2 separate regions of the Danio rerio genome follow, and region 2 is linked to region 1. A link is a contact called in public HiChIP or PLAC-seq data. All regions are on one chromosome and are shown on one strand. The core of a region is the stretch at or near the end of the contact, and the rest is flanking DNA. Distances in the headings are between cores, read along the strand shown.

Region 1 (7,647 bases), core at 2,247-4,746:
ACTACAAAACCACAAATCTTTCGGGCTGACTATTTGTAATTTAGTCACAGAGCAATTCCATGCAAATGTCAACCTAGCCATGAAAAAATATAAACACTGTAAAACCCAACAGTAAACTTAATCAAATATAATGAGTTAGAGCTGCACAATTAATCGTAAAAAGATCGCAATCTCGATTCGACCCCCTAGACGATCTTAATCCAGCATTTCTACAACTCTGCCAATCATATTTTCAAGATCAGGAGAGAAGCAAAGGCGGCTGCACGAGTCTTTTCATTGTTTCACACACGTTGCTCATCGACAAGGACAACTCTAAATGATGTTGAAAGACTTTATAGAATTTATAAGGTATAATTCACCTTAAAATGTAATTTTTCTCTTCATATAATGCTGTTTTCGCAGCTGGGAAATCACACGTGACTCGAGCTGTTGACCGTGAGCTGTTATCACAGAGAGGGCAAGCGGGCAACCCTACTTAATGATAGACGCGCATGTGTCTACTTTAGTGAACAGAACCTGCATAGGCTGTAAGTAACAGGTAATAAGTTGTAAATAATATTCAGTTTATGGCAGTAAAAAATGAAACCGAAAGCGTGCACATCATTTAAATAATCATATTGCATTTTAGAGTTATGATGGCGACAAGCATTTGATATGTTTTTCTTTTACAGCGAACACAGAGCTGTGCATGAAAATAATGTTTACAGTGTCAATATAACTACTTTAGCCAATATAATGTTGATTTTACCAGTGAATTAATGGTCTAATAATGTTGTCAATGACAGATTGCAAGCATAGGCCTACACAATAGAATTCAACAATAGAATTATTATAAGTAGAATTTTTATAAGTAGAATATATTATATATATATTAATATTTATATAGTTTAATATATATTTTAATAAATTAAAATTAATATATTCAATATATATATATATATATATATATATATATATATATATATATATATATATATATAATTAATATTTTATATTTTATAAATATTAATTATTATATATTTATTATATTTTTAAATATTTTTAGAAACCAGTAGACCTACACATAATATTATTATTGTTGTTTTGCCATATGTTTGAGAAAAAACAATAATTGCCGACTCATATTAACCTCTACAGAATCATGAGAAAATCGTGATCTTTAATTTAAGCAAAAAATCTCGATTCTCAATTTAGCCAGAATCGTGCAGCTCTAAAATGAGTGGTGAACTCAAAAGTGACTGAAAGTAATTCTGCTCATTTGAAAAGAGTTTTGAACTCAGTGTTGAAGGTAATGAATTAATTAAATACCTCATTACTTCAACTTAAATGGAGTAAGGTCACAGTACTCATATAGATTAGTTTTTTAACTCAAATGGTTTGTTGCAATCGGTTTCCTCTAACGGTTAACCTATTGTGTTTTAGAGTACTCAGTTGGTTTGAGTTCTCTTCATTTATTGGGTTTTACTGTGCTCAAATTGCATCGTTTACTCAAATGGATTAAGTTCACAGTACTCTTTAAGATTAGTTTTTGAGCTTAAATGGTTTGTTGCAATCAGTTTCCTCAAATGGTTTGAGTTACCTTAACTTATTGGGTTTTACAGTGCTGTTTTTTTGTGTAGGCTTGTATTGTACAGTACTATAAAGTACTCAAAAATGTCTAACAGAGAAATCTCACATCCATAACTGTTACGACTAAAGTTTATTTATTTATTTTTATTGCGTATTGCATATGTCTCTTTCTTTGTCCCACCTTCTTGCTGTTTTTTCTGTTATCCCATACCGGCGTGATCTGATTGGCTGCTGGTCTTGGAGGCCTGTATAAAAAGGAGCTTCCGGCAGGGTTCGGGGAGCTCATTTGTGCTGCATTTTTCTTTAAATATTTAAAGGTAATTTAGTTCATTTACATTATGTTATTTTGGCCTGTGGCCACCCTGAAGAGATGCTCATTTATATTTACTACTTTTTTCTATAATAAATCTATTCATATACTCTCAACTGAGTGTTCGAGTTTGGTTGTCGACCGAAGGGGATCTTTTGCATTACGTTTTTGTTTTGTTTGGGAAATCCACCACCCCAACACATTTGTTTTTCTGTTTATTATGCTTTTTATTATGTTTTTTCCCCCTACACTTGGGGCTTAATAATAACAAAGCTTTTTCCTCAATAAATGCAAAAATGAAAACTAAAATAAAATTAATCATGTTTGTTCTATAGTGAGCAACTCTTATCCTTTTAATAAGCATCATTTCTTTTGGGTTGTGCAGTTTAATTTACAGAATTTCTACAAAGTTTGTAGTACACAGTAAACTCGCATTCTTCTTTGGTCACATCCATAACGCATGTTTATTTTCCTCATTTAAAATATAACGTGTTTACAGAATGATATTTTTCTGAATCCATAACTCTGTGGTTAGTAGTTTTTGAAAATATAAACAGATGTTTCAATATAATGTTAACATATACTTTCTCTGTGAAGTTTTTACTTTAAATGTCACATCCATAATGTTGGAATTGCTCCACAGTGTCAAAACCATCTCAGTTGTTATAAACTGAAAACTTTGGGTGTTCTGGTACTGCTCCCATGTTGTGGATTTCTCTGCATATATTTTATTTTTTTACTATTATTATTATTAGGGGTTTTAACCTTTATTTACAGGACAATCCCTAGGCTATTGATTTTTGGTGAAAACAATACCAAAAAAAAAAAATAATAATATACAATAAACAAAATATGAAAAAATGAAAGCTGTTTTTCACTTTTTAATCCATTGGTCTTCTATTCATACACATTTGCTCATCATAAATAATAAAAACTGAAGATCCGATATAAGGTAAAGACAATTTGCGAATCCAAATATGAATAAATTGAATAACATATATTGAGCAGTGTGGTTATTACTAAAAGATTACGCTGGATTACATGTTACTTAATTCTACAGCATTTCTGTCTCTGATATATAACTAGTCTACATCTATTATCTAATATAAGCTATAAACTATATTCAAACAGCTTCACAACAATACATTGTGAACTGATCAGTTGTACTTCCTATTAATATGAACTCCTATGTAAACATGCAGAGCTGATTCTAGATCATTCTTATTTACTTTTCACAGACAGTCTGACTTTACAAAACAACTGACAGGAATTCGACATTAGCTCTAACATTAACAAACACCGATTAAAAGCAAACTTGCAAGTAGTAGAGTGATGAAAAGTGATAACGTTACTCAAATGCTAAACCCCTAAGCATCACAGTGTGTGTGTTGCATGGGCCTCAAACCCACATAATAACCTGCTAAACGAGTTAGCTACTGCCTCGGTCCTGCTGAATGTGTTTAAATATGACACTCACCTGCTCTACGGCAGTATCAGCAAACTTATAAAGTAAATATCTTATTATCGAGGGTGTAAAAAACAATGCAGCAATCGTGACATGTCAACTTCCTGCCTTGTCCGAACACGTAGCAGCGCAAGCGATGCTCTGACGCTTTTTCCTGTGTCAGTGAGGCCTTCTGGGAAATGTAGTGTTTGGGTGGACAACAGCGTTTCATGGTGTGTGATTTAGCTTAATATCTTTTTATGTCGTTTAAGACTTAATATGCTGGGTACATATTAAAATATGCAAAAATGAGAGGTATTCGTTTGCTTTTATTAAACGAAGATTCGGATTTTTAATAATTTCAAACTTTAGATGCTATGTATAGGACGTGATCATACTTGTGTGATGCATGGACCCCTATACTAGAATGTAATAATAACAATAATAATAATAATACTAATAATGATAACAACAATAATTAAACCAAATAATAATAATAATAGTAATAATAATAATTAAAATAATAATAATAATAATAATTAAAATAAATAATAATAACAATAGTAATTATAATAATAATAATCATAGTAATAATAAAATAATAATAATTATTATTATTAAAATAAATAATAATACAAATAGTAATAATAATAATATTATTATTATTATTATTAATAATAATAATAATAATAATAATAATGATAATAAACAAATTAGACTAGGGCTATGTAGTTTATTGTGAAACCTTATTAAAAGATTTTTTAAAAATGTAATCGTTTGCATTAATCTAGCCTACATTATTGAGCGTTTCTACTTACATTACTTGCTACTACATTTATTTACTCTCACGTTATTTTCTTTTTTATTTCAATGGCAATTTTAAAATCTAATTTATTTATTAATTTAATCAATATATCGATTGATCAGTCACAATTAAGGAGTCTAAAACAAATAATGTTCAGAAAAAGTAATGCCTTGTAATTGTTGAATAGTCTATGATTATGTATGACAAAAAACAGCAAAGAAATATGGGTAAATAAAAAAAGTATACAAATATAGCAATATAAAATTTACAATGTACAAATAATTAGGGATTTTTAATTGTTTTTGCCATACATTCTTTTTTGTAATGCTTGTTTAGAAACAACAGACGGCGCTAATGACATTTTTTATTTTTATTTCTTTTTAATTTTTTATTAACATTATTAATTTACAAACTCAAATGGGGAATAAAAATAAAAAATATAACAATATATACACACTTCCGATCACATTTACATTATACACTGAATACACATTTTAATGTGTAACATTAAATAGAAAAAACGTTTAGGGGGGCTACACACAAAATACATAAATAAATAAATAAATGAATAAATAAATAAATAAATACAATTTAAAAGGAAAGAGATTCAGCCATTGTTTTGCATAGTTCCTCTGTAGCCTTTTCTCTGGGTACTATTTTTGACTCTAAATGTTTTACAAAGCAATTAATCAAGGGTTTACTGTTATTCCATTTACCTTTGTGTAATATTTACATATAATAATAATAATAATAATAATGTTTAACATCAGTGACATTTTTTGGGGGAAAACTATCTGCGTTAACCAAAATCTTAATAGATTTATATCTTTCTACCTTCCTTTCTTTCATGCATACATGTAGATATTTACATTAGATGTTGCCTATAGCGCTCCTTTGAAACGAATGCCCAATGCCACTGTGGGACCAATGTGCAGATGAGGACTGGCCATCCGAGTCAGAGATATATACACATATATCGAGGATCGGGAGTTAATTATTTAAGATAAGCTGGCAAAACAGGCGAATATAAGTTATGTGTGTTTGGACACTTCAGTCTCAAACAGAGTTTTAGGGTAATTTGAAGGTAGGGTAAATTTCAAAATTTAAAGTGGTAATTTTTAAAGTGGTGAAACGAATCATTTGAACAGCGAAATGATACATTTGAACATCAAACATATTCTTTTGAACAGTGAGATGATTCATTTGAACAGCAAATATATTATTTTGAACAGCGAAATGATTCATTTGAACAGCAAATATATTCATTTGAACAGTGAGATGATTCATTTGAACAGCAAATATATTCATTAGAACCGCAAATATATTCATTTGAACAATGAGATGATTCATTTGAACAGCAAATATATTCATTTGAACAGTGTAACGATCCTTTGAACAGTGTAACGATTTTTTGAACAGCGTAACAATTCATTCGAATACTGAAGCAATTCACTTGAACAGTATAACGATTTATTGAGTATAATGTGTAAATATTGAATTCTACCCTGTATTTTGAGTTGTATTGAGTTATTTATTAATGATTAATTTTCCTTGATTGATTACATTTAGGACTACAAAGTATTTTTAATCACCGTTTACAGATTTCTTTATTTTGTTTTAAAAGGTCACACAGTGTAGTATTTTAATTCCAAGTGTTTATTTTATTTTAATTTTGTTCAAAACAGTGTACAAAATAATTTACCTTTTATTTACCTTTTTATATTTCACAATTAAACCTATACATACTTTTATATATATATATATATATATACACACACACACACACAACAGTCCTGTCTGGCTCTTGAATCTGATTGGCTGATAGCCGTGCCATATACTACCAGTAACAGCACTGGTACCGCCTCTTCACCATTCACCCTTGTGTATTACTCCGTCCACATACAGCAACAAGCAGAGGACACTCTACAGTTTGAAAAGTATTGCAACAAAACGTACTTTTCAGGCTTTTTAGGCAAGAATGTTGTATCATCCCTTCAATTTATTCAGAAAAACTTTTAAACAGAAGAAACTCTTTAATGCTGATACTCCAAGATATTGATGGAAACATCATTTGAAGAGGATGTGTTGTTTCTCCAGAGGTTATAAGGATGATGATTAAATAAATCCACCCTGAAAGAGTTGAACACCGGCATTCTGAATTCCCCAGTACTTCAGCCTGGGTCGCAATGCATTAAGTCAGATTTATAAGAGAAGCAAAACCCGTACATCATTTTTAAGTTAGCTCCTCCATGTTCTAATGATGAAACAGGATTTGGTTTTCTTAACTTTCCAGTAACTTTTTATAAAATTTATATTATTTAATTTAATGAGCAAGCACACAGCACCTTATTACCATGCTGAAATCCACTAATTCTATCGCTTAAATAGGCAGTTCATCCAAAACTGCAAATGTATTGTAATTAAAAGGCCCTCCACCACCCCCTACTCCTCCTAACTCATTTCTAATATCGGTAATTCTGAGAGCTCCCTCACCCTCGCAGTCCAGAAAAATACCAGATTTTTTTCCTGGTAGTTTCTGGACTTTGTTTCTGAGCAACTTGGGGCTGTTGCTGTCTATGGAGGATGAGGGAGCTCTCCGATTTCACCTAAAAATATTTTTGTTTGTGTTTTTAGGGGATGTTTTCGCCCATTAAAAAAAAAAGCATGCTCATTTCAGCCTAGGACTGTCCAAAAATCATTAGAAATCTACAATTACTTTAAGGGTCAGTGTTAGTAATGTACACTTCCATCCACAACACAAACTGAGAAAGAAAAAGACCCTCCACCACCCCCTACTCCTCCTAGCTCATTTCTTATATCGCTAGTTCTGAGAGCTTCCTCATCCTTAAAGTCCTGAAAAATGCCAGATTGTTTTTCTGGTAGTTTCTGGACTTTGTTTCTGAGCAACTTGGGGCTGTTGCTGTCTATGGAGGATGAGGGAGCTCTCCGATTTCACCTAAAAATATTTTTATTTGTGTTCAGTGGATTTTTTTCGCCAATTAAAAAAAATACACATTGTTTTAGCCTAGGAATGTCTAACAATTTGTATTTAAAACCTTCTGCTTATTATATAAACCTGATCCAATGCATTGTACTAGTGCTGGTGTTTCATTATCATCATTATCATCCTCTAGGAAAACAACATGTCCTCCTCGAAATGCATCCTCAGAGTCCACCACAGGTTTCCATTTCTAACTGCACAGAAGAGGCATTTTCCTGGGATTGATGACGATGCAGTGTTTGGGTCCTTGGACAAACTCTTCATCAGGTCCTGGTTCTGGATCAGTTAGATGCGAGTTCTTCTTTTTTCCATTTGCAGTTTGTGTTGGTTTTTATGAGTTTTTTTTTATAGAAAACCCTTTTGCATTTAAAGTGTGAAGTCCATACTGAAGAAAAACAAAAGAAACAATGTTAAAAACATGTCTGGTGTTTGTCTAACGCATACTTATATAAAATGAGAAGCAACCCAGGGGGACCTTGATGTCAAAACTACATCAAAAACATGCTAAAATGCAAATC
Region 2 (7,647 bases), core at 3,436-5,935, 160 kb after region 1:
CTGCCATTGTGTAAATATTACACAATAATTGGTAACTAACTTTAGTCTAATTGTGAATATAAGTAAAAAGTAGTTTACTTTAATTTAAAGTACTTGATCAAGATGACATATAAGAGCAGTGGTTCTCAAAGTGGGGGTCGAGACCCCCCAATCACAGGGGGTCGCTTGGTGATTTCCAAAATTCAAATAAATTTTATTAAACTATTAGAATTGCCATATTTTATCTATAACCAATTTTTTATAGTAAAAGACAACAACATGCAAATAAAAAGCCATCAGCCTTTCAATTCTTTTTTTCGAACTATTGGTGTGTTTACGTTAGATTAACAACACTGCATTCAAGAGTTCACACTCAGCTGATGACTGTTTATAAAGCTTTTTTGGCATGCTGACCCGGGAGTGAGCCCTGAGCTCATAAGATCCTCGAGCCCGGAGCTCCCTCCTGTTTGCAAGGCGAGAGGGGAGTTTGAGCTCAGGTAGATCTGGAGACCTCCCCTGCTGTAGTAGCTAATAGTGATTGCTCTTAAGAGATAACTACTTACTAGGAGCATGGTGCCAATTTGGATTAGTCAGTTAACTTGAGTTGCATGTTTTTGGACGGTGGGAGGAAACCGGGGAATCCACTTTAGTACGTGGAGAACGTTTAAACTCCGCACAGAAACGTCGGCTGGCTTGGTAAGGACTAGAACCAGTGACGTTCTTGCTGTGAGGCAACAGTGCTAACCACTGGGCCCCCGTGCCACCCATCTAGGAAAGGAGGAGGAGTAGAAGTGGAAGGGGGAATTCTTCAAAACGAAGATGGCTGTTATATGGAACTTAGGGTATTTATAGTGGCTCAGGAATCGTCTGAATGGTGAATCATAAATTAAATAATGCGGGGCCGGCTGTGATCAATCATAAGCACATGATCCTCTCCAAATTAGTTTATAAATAACTTCACATAGCGTCAGCTGAAGCAGATTTTATAGCACCAGGTTAAACTTTGACACCTTTAAGGCAATAAAATACAATACAAATAATACAGGCTACTACCGAACATTGAAGATGATCATGGTGGTGGTCTCCAAAATGACACCAATAATAGGTTATATGCCAAGCTAGTGCTGTTCCCATGCTGATAAGCTTCTGGTTATCTGTTATTGTTAGTTTTTTTTCCATTTTAAACGATACCTTTTACAGCAGGGGTCACCAACATGGTGCCCGCGGTAGCACTCAAGGATCACATGAGTTGCCGTGGGCCTGTTCTAAAATTAGCTTACCAGTAAGCTGCATCTAATATTTTTTGTTGCTATTCTTTTTAAATCACACTTGCAATGGTGTAAAATTAAAAATGACATTAAGTTATATATTTAAAAAAAAACTTTAAAAACAATTTCAGACAAATGAAGTGTTGCATATTGATATCTATCAGTTTCCAATCATTGTTGAGAACTATTGTGAGAAATCATTAACATGATCAGTGTCTTCACATAGATGAATATCATTAATTATTAATAATAACATATAATTCAAAGTAAAGTGAGCAACTTTGTTATTAGGAAGTGTGTATCAAGCTAGTAGCTTTTCACATTAAACGATACCCAAGAAGTAGCTCTCAGTTTCCAAAAGGTTGGTGACCCCTGTTTTACAGCATCGATGTTGTAATTTAAACACGCCATTTTTTCAATGGCAAACAGCTCACAGGAAGCACTTAACCCAGGTTACAGGCAAATTAAAAGTCCTATTAGCATGCTTCGGCATATACCCCATTGACTTCTACTGAAAACATTAGGCCCTTTAGTCTCTATAGCTTAGGTTAATATAATAAATTACTATATAAACTATTAAAGCCTATGGTTGTTAGCCTGTTGCACTTTTTGTTTTGTCTATATGCTCATGTTTATATAGGCCTATAGTGTGTGCACCTTTGTTAGTTTATAACCACTTCCGAGGAATGTGGGGGTCACGAGTCACTGGCATTGTTATCATGGGCTGAATAGTTTGAGAACCTCTGTATTAGAGGATGTAAGGTAAACCCATTTTGGATGAGCATGTGGTGTAGAAATCAGCTCAAATGGGTCTCTGGTCATGGATATTTTGATGATTGAACACAGATGAGAAGTTTTAGAGCCACAAACGTCCATTTGACACGCGTGACACCAACACCAGACTATGTACTATGAGGAAACTTCTCAAGAACCTGACGTGGATTCGAAGAAATGCTGATTATGCTGCCAAATTATTACGATCGCCTCGAGTTCTACAGACGTAGTCAAGTCCGTCAATGCAAACACACACCCATGAAGCTGGTTTGAGTCTTTTAGAGGTTATAAAGTCCCTCAAGAGCATGACATCATCAGAGTCGGTGAACAAAATAATGGTGAAAAGCATGAATGATGTCTGTCCTGAGACTTTATTAGTGACTGCTCACAGACCGAACAGAGACTCACAGGCCCATTAAGGTCTGATTATTTACTCGTTTGTTTTCATTTTAGTCTGTGATGTGTGGTTGGTTGAATGAAAGTGTAAACCGATGGTGTACATTTCCATTCAGAGCACTTTATATTAATTTGCTGTGGAATATTGTTTGGGTTTTTTATTAGCTACCGGGCCACTTGGACGTGGATGTAATCATTTATCATCATTAAACACGTAAACACAGACAGAGAGTGTTTTTTTTTTACTCTTAATCTCCCAAAGATCAATATTAGAGCGAGAAGGGTGAAGTTATTGAGATCCTTTTTCGCACTGTGCCAGAAAAGGTTGCCTGAATTCACCCTACAGTGTCGAACTAGAATACAGAAACAGTCATGTGAGGTGAACGAAACATTTAAAGTTAATAAAGATTGCGTCAGGTTCTGCTTTGTAAATTTCCTGTAAATAAAACCTGTTATATTTTTAAAAGTTTACAAATAAATATGAAGAAACTTGTTAAAGTCTGCTTGGAATCTAAATGTACACTGCAAAAAATGCTTTTCTTACTTAGACTTTTTTTGTCTTGTTTCTAGTCCAAATATCTAAAAATTCCTAAATCAAGAAGAGTTTTCTAGACAAGCAAAACATATTGTCTTGTTTTGAGAAACAATATGCCAATATTAAGTGAGTTTTTCCTTAAAACAAGCAAAATAATCTGCCAATGGGGTGAGCAAAATAATCTTACGTCAAAAGAAAAAACAAGATTAATTTGCTTACCCCATTGGCAGATTATTTTGCTTGTTTTAAGGAAAAACTCACTTAATATTGGCATATTGTTTCTCAAAACAAGACAATATGTTTTGCCTGTTTTGAAAATGCTTCTTGATATAAGAAATTTTAGATATTTAGACTAGAAACAAGACAAAAAATCTAAGCAAGAAAAGCATTTTGCTTTGCTCACATTGATTGTTATTATGAAGGTGAACATTTATTCAGTGTTCACCAGCATGGACCATGCCATACTTTGAGCTAGACTTTATTGTAGGGATGAAAGGGATGGCATGGGAACAGTGGGACAAAGGTAAAGTAAGAGGATAAACAGTTTACAGGCATTTAGGTTGATCGTAGGATGCCTGGAGACGCAGAGTGGGGGAACCTTCTCTGTAATATTTACAGTGGTTGGACCACCCGATTCAACCTAGGAGGGATCAGAGGGTTATAAGGATTGTAAATGGGAAGCAAGAAAATATAGGGAGAGAGGGTGGGTTTGAGAGAACGAGAAGAACAGTGCGGCTGGTCTGCCTTAAATAAGTTTTAGGGAGTAGTGACTGGTTAAGGAGGCAAAGTGAGGCGTGGTGCCACTGTATACTATACAAATTATGTGTCCAATCTTTTTTTTAGGCTACATGCAAAAACAACACCTATTTTAAACGAAACCTGTTTTGTGAATACTTAAGATGTCTATCGGTGTTCTAGAGCTAAATATATATTATATAGAAAGCTAATATTGAAGAAAGCCATTTTTTACTATAATAACCCCCACCCCTTCTTGTTTTGATGACCTTATGGTGGATCAAGCGTTTATTAGGGGAGTCAATCCCACCAAAGCCAATCTTGAATAGAGAACTTGCCACTTGTCATTATTTGGTTAACATCGCCCTCTGCTGTCAACACTCGTCGTTTCTGACTGAAAATACAGTATGTTTGTTTTTTAATATCTGGAAATGTTTGTGTGTGTGTGTGTGTGTGTGTGTGTGTGTGTGTGTGTGTGTGTGTGTGTGTGTGTGTGTGTGTGTGTGTGTGTGTTACTCTGTATGTGAGCAAAATTCAGAGTATGGGACAGGTCACGATTTTTCTTTACTTCTTATAATACCTCTTGTTCTTGTAAAATTAAAGTAAAAACCGATTTTGTTATGCAGACCTGGCAACCCTGTATAAAACCCACATAACAACGCTCAGGTAGCCGACTAAGTTAGTTAATTGGCGCCAACTTTCGTGCAGGCAAACGCTTCTCAAGTTTTTCCTCAGAAAAATGTATCATGCGTATTTTAAGACGTTTAAATTGTAAGTTAAACTTAACTATTTAATTTATGTATGTTATAAGCGTTTTAAATTGTAACTTTATTCTGTCACTTGCGTATGTTGTCGCGCAAATCATGAAGGGATGCACACGAGGCCTGATTTTCTCCCCAAACCTGTTCGGTTAGTGAGTGTCTCACCCACAGCCGGTCAAACTGGAGAGACAGACACTCACAGCTGGAGCACTTACACTGAGAAAACTTTATTAATTTGTTTTATCTCGTTTGACTTTACACCCTCAAGATGAGTGGTCGCCTTTGGACCGAGGAACAGTTCAACTGTCCGGTCTGTTTGGATCTTCCAACCGACCCCGCGACCATCCCTTGCGGCCACAGTTACTGCATGGACTGCATTGCGGATTATTGGAATAACGAGGGAAGGAAAAACGGCTCCTACAGTTGTCCTGAATGCCGGCAGACCTTTAACCCTCGTCCCACTCTCTGCCGGAACACAATGCTGGCCGAAGCTGTGGAGCAGCTCCGCCGCGGTACCCTCAGCACCGCAGGCCGCGAGTCCATCAAGAGCGCTCGGCGAGCAGCAAACTCCGCGTCCGAGAAAGCAAACAAAGCCACTCGGAAAAAGCTGCCGGGTTCAGCCGTGCCATGTGACCGCTGCCCGGAGCCCAAAGCAGCCGTGAAGACATGTTTGGTGTGCATGGCCTCGTTCTGCGAGACTCACCTGAAGCCCCACAACACGCAGGAGAAGCTGAAGAGCCACGAGCTGATCGCGCCCACCGGAGACCTGAGCCAGAAGATCTGCCCCGAGCACAAGTATCTGCAGGAGTTCTTCTGCCGCTCCTGCCAGATGTTCGTCTGCTGGCTCTGCACCAGCAACCAGCACAAGGGCCACGAAAGTGTGTCCACACAGGCCGAGAGGTCAGACAAACAGGTGGGAAAAAACATCACACATAGACATCACCTATATACTGTAGAACTCCAGGTTAACTATGTTTATATATTATAACTTTAATTGTTAAAAGCTTTTAGTTACTAGTTAATTAGTTCAAGTTTTTGGTAACTAATAAAGCTATGGAGCGAAATCAGTCTCAAAAATAATACATTTACAAAATAAAATTCATACATCCACAACACAACTAACATTTACGAAATCCATTTTTGTACATTTAAAACACGATGCCAAATTACACAAATCTTATTCGTGAATTATAAACATGATTTATAAACACACAAATCCAATATGTACATTTCAAAAATACTTAAATCCAATTCATAAATTCAAAACAAGATTATAAAATGCACAAATCTTTTTCGTAACCTCAAAACAGTTCATAAATACACAAATTCATTCATTTTCTTTTAAGCTTAGTCCATCTATCAATCCGGGGTCACCACAGTGGAAGTCCCCCGCCAACTTATCCAGCATATGTTTTACTCAGCGGATGCCCATCCAGCTGCAACCCATCACTGGGAAACATACACACTCAATCACACATATACACTAAGGAAAATTTAGCTTACCCAATTCACCTAATCCGCATGTCTTTGGACTTGTGGGAAACTGGAGCACACAGAGGAAACCCTCGCTAACACGAGGAGAACATGCAGACTCCACACAGAAATGCCAACTGACCCTGCGATGAGGCGACATTGCGCTACGCACGGCCCCCACAAATAAAATTCGTAACCTGAAAACACAATTCATTACACAAATCTAATTCATTGGTGGACATATTTATGCTTTTTACCTGTGAATTCACAAATTGTGTGTTTACAGATTGACAAGTTGTGAATCGTGCTGTGCATGTATGAATTTTATTTTTGAAATGTTTTATTTTTGAGACTGATATGGCTCCATAAAGTTATGCTGACTCATATATAATAACTATACATATAAACCTGAGTTGAACTGAATAAAGTAAACCATCTTCACACATATTATTAGGCAAGGCAAGTTAATTCATATAGCACATTTCATCCACAGTGGCAATTCAAAGTGCTTTACATAAACAAGAATAAAAGAAACAAGTACAAGAAAAAAACAAATAATAAAAACGAGTAAAAAACAAAACATAAAAACAGGTAAAATGTGATATAAAAGAATGAAAAAGAAGAGAAAAACATAATAGTGGGATCTGTCAGACGCAGCACAGTGCTCATTCAGTAAAGGCACAGCTAAACAGACGTGTTTTCAGTCTTGATTTGAATGTGCCTAATGTTGGAGCACATCTGATCATTTCTGGAAGCTGATTCCAGCAGCGAGGGGCATAGTGGCTAAAAGCCGATTCACCCTGCTTTGACTGAACTCTTGGAACTTCTAGTTTATATGATCCTAAAGATCTGAGTGATCTGTTAGGTTTGTATTCAGTGAGCATATCTGTAATGTATTGAGGTCCTAGGCCATTTAGTGATTTATAGACTAGTAATAATACTTTTAAAGTCTATTCTGAATGTAACAGGGAGCCAGTGTAAACACCTGAAAACAGATGTGATGTGCTCTGATTTTCTGGTTCTGGTCAGAATCCTGGCCGCAGCGTTCTGGATGAGCTGCAACTGTCTGACGGTCTTTTTAGGAAGACCAGTGAGGAGTCCATTACAGTAATCCACCCTGCTGCTGATAAAAGCATGAACAAGTTTCTCTACGTCTTCACTGGAAACAAAGCGTCTGACTCTTGCAGTGTTTTTCAGATGATAGTATGCTGATTTACTCACTGCTTTATGACTGTTGAAACTCAGATCTGACTCCAGAGTCACTTATTTTTTGTTGTTTGACCCTTAGTGCCAAGGTACGGATTTAGATTACATACAAACGTAAGGGGAAGATGCTTAGTAACAGCAACATAAAATGTCAATGTTGGCACCGTTAAAGCTGCATTATAACTTTTTAAAAATCTAAATTTACAAATTTAAATAAATAAAATAAAAATAAAAACATTTCTAAAAAAACATAAAAGTATGCCTCATCGTATTGCTTGTGAGTTGTCGGTATGAATTTCCCAAGAAACTGCACTCCATGCGTGATTACGTCATAGTCATAAATAAACACGTAACTTCATAGTTGTAAATAAACACGTACATTAAAAACAACTGCAAGTTCTGAAACGAGATTGCAAGTAAAACGGCAATTATACACTACCCAAAATAACACAGTACATGAAGAAAATAACTAACATCAACTTAAAAATACATGTAAAAATGTAATCCTGTTTCAGCTATT

What was found. HiChIP or PLAC-seq counts read pairs in DNA pulled down with a chosen protein or histone mark.
Region 2: a contact with region 1 is called in an H3K4me3 HiChIP or PLAC-seq map of embryo, with 3 times the contacts expected there. The contact joins the promoter of trim25l here to the promoter of unc50 in region 1. A contact is called at or near these places in 2 of 18 Hi-C or Micro-C datasets (caudal fin and embryo) and 1 of 4 datasets of contacts at active chromatin or transcription factors (embryo).

What each region holds. Positions count from the first base shown.
Region 1 is chr6:4,709,836-4,717,482 of GRCz12tu, forward strand. It overlaps unc50 (unc-50 homolog (C. elegans)), which reads right to left and starts at 3,497. Exons shown (of 6, transcript NM_200247.1): 1 at 3,357-3,497. It overlaps LOC110439848, which reads right to left. Exons shown (of 10, transcript XM_073954867.1): 10 at 6,081-7,514.
Region 2 is chr6:4,866,473-4,874,119 of GRCz12tu, forward strand. It overlaps trim25l (tripartite motif containing 25, like), which reads left to right and starts at 4,686. Exons shown (of 21, transcript XR_012407540.1): 1 at 4,686-5,361.